2 separate regions of the Mus musculus genome follow, and region 1 is linked to region 2. Evidence: chromatin contacts called from public HiChIP or PLAC-seq data. All regions are on one chromosome and are shown on one strand. The core of a region is the stretch at or near the end of the contact, and the rest is flanking DNA. Distances in the headings are between cores, read along the strand shown.

Region 1 (2,795 bases), core at 204-2,703, 100 kb after region 2:
GCCTTTTACAGAGCGAGCGCATGATGAACTCCACTGAAACTCACTTGGATCTAAGGTTTGCATTCTGGAGTGAAACAATTTTTGGGCAACCAATACTAAACATGAATAATAAACCAGGGCTTGGCCAGAGGGCAGAGGGACCCTCGTAGAATTGCAGTTTCAGGTCAAGAGGGCCCCGCATAAGCAAAGGACATTTGGTGGGAAGTAATCATATCTAATGGGAACTGTGGAACCCATGGGAGCCAGGAAGCTGTGGGGGCTGAAGAACACCCTGTCAGGGGGTAATGGACATATCAGAACAGAGATGAGAAGACGATGACAGCCGCCACGTGGGCTCCCACCATGATCCAAGCATGGAAGAGGACCCCGGGCACTCAGTGCTCCAAGCACTGAGACTCTCTCCTGTCATGTTAAAACACTTCCTCTAGACTCTGCTTACAAAGGAATGAATGAGTGTGAGGTGGCCCTTTTGTATTTGTCCCAAAATATTGGTTTGTTGTTGTTTTGGTTTGGTTTGGTTTGGTTTGGTTTGGTTTGGTTTTTTGCTAGTATATAATGCTTTAATCGTTTCCATGTGGCATTATAATGAGAAGACTGCCTGCAAGAACCCAAACTCCAATTCTTTCTAATACGCACAGTTCGAATGTGTATGTTAAAGAATTGGAGTTTTTTTAGACCCTTTGTAAAAAAACAATAGAATTATCCCTAGTTTTGATTTTCATTTCATAAGCCATACCAGCTTTCTGTAGGAAAACATGCATATCAGGAGATTTCTATGTTGGCAGAAAGCATATAAACAGAGTTTGGGAAGATTCTGTTGTCTGTCAAAGATGATGTCCATGTTCCTCCTAACGTACTGTCTATGTTCAGGGCTAAGGCATGTTAAACTGGGCCCAGAAATAGAGTCCGGATAATCAAAGTGAAGGACAAGCAAGGGAAGCGTAGGGTTTGTTTGGTCTTAATTACTCTTGTCTGGCTGTTGAGTCTCTCAGAATATTAATGGAGCACCTCACAGATCACCCTGTCCAAACGCCCTCTATGAACAGACTAGAGGAGGGGGAGGAATTCTATCCACAGTGCTTCGTATACTAATGTATACTTGGGGTCCTGACAGAAACATGAAGACAAGGTCAATGAGCCATTTCCAGATAGATCTGTTTACTGAAGCAGGATTGACAGAGGTGCAGGGCTTGAGTCTTGAGCCAGTCAGACTGTTACCAATCCCGGACTCTAAAGGAACAGACACGGGGAGGGTATGTAAATGGAATGATCATGCTATCTGAGGTAGACTTTGGCACTGTGAGACAACTTGGAGTTGAGGGCCTGATCTCTGTTCTCCCTCTCTCTCAACTCCTGCCAAGACTTGTGGCCAAACTCAGTAAGGACCTGGAGGCACATGGCAGACTGATAGGGCTGCCTCCAAGGCAGAGATCATCTGGACAAAAGGGAGATTCCCCCAGCCTGACATTCACCAGGGCCTTTCAAACATCTGTAGCCAACTAGTGTGAAGCCACTGGCAGTGGCAGTGTTGATGCGATCCAGGTGAAAGTGCTCAGAAATACAAGAAGCCTAAGTAGAACATTAAGTGGGAACAGTTGACTCTGGTGGATTTTGAGTCAGCACTGGCCTTGGCTGGATTTTATCTTCTAGTGGTATTGAACTGGTTAAAAAAAAATGTAACTGGAGATCAAAGCCCTTTAAACAGATACATTGACTTCTGTAAACATCCTTGAACTGCCCCCTCCTTGGCCTCCCCCCTCCTGTTGCCAGATCGGTCCAGCACCTCTAGAGGCTGTTAATACATGTAATGATTGTAACAAATACGGTATTTGCTTTGATTCCAGCTGGCTCTAGCCAGACTCTGTCCATAGTTCCTATTGTTATCTTTGCTTACTAGACAACTGTATTGTTACCATTGGTAGCAACCTTTGTCACAGATTCTTCAGCCCTGGTTCTTACACATTGCGCTCGGTGCTTCCCCTAACAGTGTTTGCAGATTGAGACTTTAGAAGACTTTCATATTAGTAATTAATAACATTCTGCTTTGCACACGCTTAAACTGGTTGTGCATTGAACAGTTTTCCATCAGAAATTTCCACAGAAGTATAATTTCGAAGGAAAACAAACTTATATTTTGTTGCCAGAAAAAAAAAAAATGTTATACTTTGTTCTCAAGCACTTAAAACGAGATTTGATTGTAACAAAATGTTGCAAATCCTGCAGAGTTTCAGGTTTTAAAACTATAGAAACTTAAGAGAATTGAAGGACTCTGGATTAGACAATAGGATAGTCATAAGACACAAATGCTAGAAATGCTTTTCAATATATATTCAATAATAATACATAACCCAGAGGATGACTTTTTTAGAAAGCACTAATCTATATCTGAAATAAGAGATTATTACCTAATGTAGGCCCTGGGAACTCTTGGGATTATTCTACTTGAGAATTCAACAGAAATGTAATTGGTTTTTTTTCTCCCATCTTGTACGTTTTTATTAATTATTTCACTCCTGTAGAAAGGTAATCTTAACATCTCAATTTCTTTTTCATAGGAATTTCACCAAAATCAAGGTGTCTTTACAGAAATGTTGTTAGTTCGAGGAGAGTATGAACATAGTCTAATTCCTCTTCATTTTGCTTAGCAATGACTTGTATGGAGACCAAGCAGGTCCTTCACAGAGACAGACACGTGATATTGTAAGCTCTTAACCAGATTGTAAGCTCTTAACATCCCTGCAGTGGACATCCGTAATAGGTGGTATACCGCACAGAGAGCGCTGTCATGACCCAGC
Region 2 (3,050 bases), core at 70-2,569:
GTCTCTCTGCCCCCAGGTTTTCCTAACGGGATACTCAGGGATGCTTGTGACCACAAAGGGTACTTTGGGGCCTGCAATTGTTCTACTGTAATTTTAGATAGTTCTAGGTGCATCTTCAATATTCTTTGCTGAATGTTGGAAGCATTTGGTTCATGGTTTCCACATACATTCACTTTCAGTGGAAGGCTCCCAGCTGTTGAGATTTGCTTTATTTTGAAGTTTAGAAGCTTCTATAGACACTGTATTTTAATTTTCTTTTAAAAAGATAGATTGGTTTTCCTTTTTCATTCGGCAACATCAAATAGTTCATTGTATGTGAATGTCACTCATTGTATTCTGCCTTTACACAACCCCTAGCCCTCCTTCTCCTCCTACCTGTGCCCTCAGAATTACCCTTACCCTTATCCTTACCCCTTAACTTACATTTACTCCAAATTGTATTTTTACCCCTAAACCTACCATTTCCCTACCCCCACCCAGCCTCCAGCCCAACAGCCAACCCTACTCCTACCCTTACACTTACTCTTGCCTTTACCCCAAACCCAACACTAACCCTTACCCTTTACATTGCTATTCATCTCTAATTTTCCATCACCCTAGACTAAAACTTGTGCTCAGGAAGCAGTAGCCTTCCACATCCCTCTCTCCACCAAAAGAGAGGTTTTAAATATGTGTGTGTGTGTGTGTGTGTGTGTGTGTGTGTGTGTGTGTGTTCACGCCTGAGCACATGTGCAATAACCACTTGTAGAGGTAAGAAGGCATGAGGTCATTGTACTGGCCACAAATACCATTTACTCACTGAGCCATGTGACAGCCCCAAAGGGTAGACATTTAAGAGATGCATCACAGCCAAGAAGAGAATGGTGTACGTTAGGCTCTGGCAGGTGGATTTAAGACTAGAAGTAATAAAGACCTACTATAACTTCCAAAGGAGGGATCACATGGCAAAGAAACGAGTCCTCTTGTGAGAACTTTTATCCTTCTAGCCTTCTGGGACAGAGACTGGGGACTCTAGGAATCTCTGGAGAGTGCATGCTGTCTGGTACTGAGGGGTCACCCTGAGATTTCCTCTCTGTGTCTGCCCTGCCTCCTCTTGATGCTTCCTGTGAGTCTTCCTGTCTCAGGCTCCTTTATAACCTCTGTTTCCCTATGGCTGTTGTGGTCTAGGGTACTACTGCGCGGTTCCCACACTGATGCATTCGCCCCTGTTAGTTCTTACTGCAGACTCGGCGGTATGTGTGCAGAAAACACCCCCAGCATAGGAAGCACTGCTCTTTAGCCTTGCTTTCACGGGGCCAAGAGAGCCAGCCGACTCGATGCTTGTTGCCATGGCCTTAGCCTTTAACAAACAAAACATTGCACACGTCACGAGGACAAAGCTTTAGAAGTCTTAAGCCATTTTGACGTTTACATTTCAGAGCCATTATGTGTTAGTCGACAGGTTTAAAATTGCATTCCAAGACTCAAAGAAGGGTGTGTTCTTTGATTTTTGTTTCAATCATATAAAGCCCTCTCCAGTATTAACTACAGCAGGTGCTTAGCACAGGAATCACAAGAATAGGTTGCTTGTGGATGATTATTACCAATCCTTGGCCATGATGCTCTCCTGACTTCACTTGCTTTGGTGGGTAGAACCATATACGAAAAGGTAAGAGCATCGTGGTAGAAATGGATCTTTATTTTAAACTTTTGAACGTGAAAGCTTATTTGTCTGGAAAACACATTGCATATAATTAATTCACTAGCACATACTGTAAATAAGAAACTCCAAAGCAATAACTGTTTGATAGTGGGTAGCTTGGGCCATAGAAAGTAAGAACTTGCTTGGAATAGTTGAATGACTTCAGCCTCCTACTTGGCCTGTGCCTGCCTGTGCCACTCTAGTGGGTTTACTTTTAGAGACTCGTTATGTGACTAGTTATCTTCTATTGGGACTTTAGCCCTTTGAGTTAAAAGAAAGGGGCAATGTGTACTTAAAAGTGAAGAAGTGATAAATTATAACTAATTGTTTATCTAATTCTTCTGTTTGTTTAGTCTTTAATTCTGGGATTGTACAAGCGTGGATTTATCTCCCAAGTTTACATTACAGCAGTTGTATTGAATCAGGAGTGACTTTGCCCCAGGGGATATTTGACAGTCTCCAGGCCCATTTAACCTGGGAAGAGACACTTGTACAGCAATCTACAACAAACAGAATTTAAAATTTGACAGTCCCAAGTATTACAAAGGTACTGTTTAATATCAGTTTCTAGACGGTAAAAAGTATTGAAGGGTCTAGACTGTGGGAAATATACAGCAGTTAATACTCTGATATCCAAACTCCCGTGTTAGTGTTTGCCATTCACTAGTGACTGAGAAGAAGAAAACCACAGAGAGGGATTGGGAAGTTTGAGGTTCCCTGAGAATGGAGTTTGGAACTAGAACCCTGGATGTGAAGGTTAGAAGTCAAGGGATGACTGCGCTTTTATTTTGCCAGTCATTGAACTCCAGAGTTTCTTATGTTTGGACTGTTAGGAAATCAGGGGTTCTGCTTGTTGCTGCTGTTGTTGTAACTGTTGTTGTTGCTGCTGTTGTTGCTGCTGTTGCTGTTGCTGCTTTTGTTGCTGCTGCTGTTGCTACTGCTGCTGTTGTCACTGCTGCTGCTGCTGTTAAGGTTAATCCGGTTGACATTGCTCTTTATCACCCTCATGGATCATAAGGATTGGTTATTCTATTGTGGTTTTTAATGCCTCCATTTATAAAATGGCATTAATCCATATGAGGTAATAAAACAATCAGTGAAAAGTGGCTCTTGAAATTACATTCAGCCATTTGAAAACCTCTGGGTGTTTACATGGTTAGTGTAGTTTGCGCTTTCCCTTGATGTCTAGGGATGTGTGTTCCTTGTGCACATGCGCCCACATGCTCATTGAGGATGGAAGTCCTCTTCTTCAGGCACCTTCCACCTGTTGGGTAAGACTCCACCCTGTTGGGTGAGATGGTCTCAGCTAGATCTAGGGCTCACCAGTCCAGCTACACTGGCTATCCGGTGGGGCTCTAGGATTCACCCG

What was found. HiChIP or PLAC-seq counts read pairs in DNA pulled down with a chosen protein or histone mark.
Region 1: a contact with region 2 is called in a CTCF HiChIP or PLAC-seq map of CD8 T cells, with 5 read pairs. The contact joins two enhancer-like sites. A contact is called at or near these places in 1 of 15 datasets of contacts at CTCF or cohesin (CD8 T cells), 2 of 484 Hi-C or Micro-C datasets (granulosa cells and nephron progenitors), 9 of 115 datasets of contacts at active chromatin or transcription factors (CD8 T cells, Th17 cells, bone marrow-derived dendritic cells and 6 more) and 3 of 9 other capture datasets (adipose tissue, liver and pancreatic islet).

What each region holds. Positions count from the first base shown.
Region 1 is chr5:3,464,873-3,467,667 of GRCm38.p6, forward strand. All of the region lies in intron 4 of Cdk6 (cyclin-dependent kinase 6), which reads left to right. Among named protein-coding and RNA genes, the nearest start is that of Gm29868, 54 kb to the left of the region's middle. Within about 2 kb of position 1,454, at least 28 of the 459 cell types and tissues checked have an H3K27ac peak or open chromatin away from gene starts, as enhancers often do. A contact at or near this core is called in CD8 T cells, hepatocytes and liver, where this site is marked.
Region 2 is chr5:3,362,447-3,365,496 of GRCm38.p6, forward strand. The region is part of intron 2 of Cdk6 (cyclin-dependent kinase 6); the gene reads left to right. Among named protein-coding and RNA genes, the nearest start is that of Cdk6, 20 kb to the left of the region's middle. Within about 2 kb of position 1,320, at least 36 of the 459 cell types and tissues checked have an H3K27ac peak or open chromatin away from gene starts, as enhancers often do. A contact at or near this core is called in CD8 T cells, hepatocytes and liver, where this site is marked.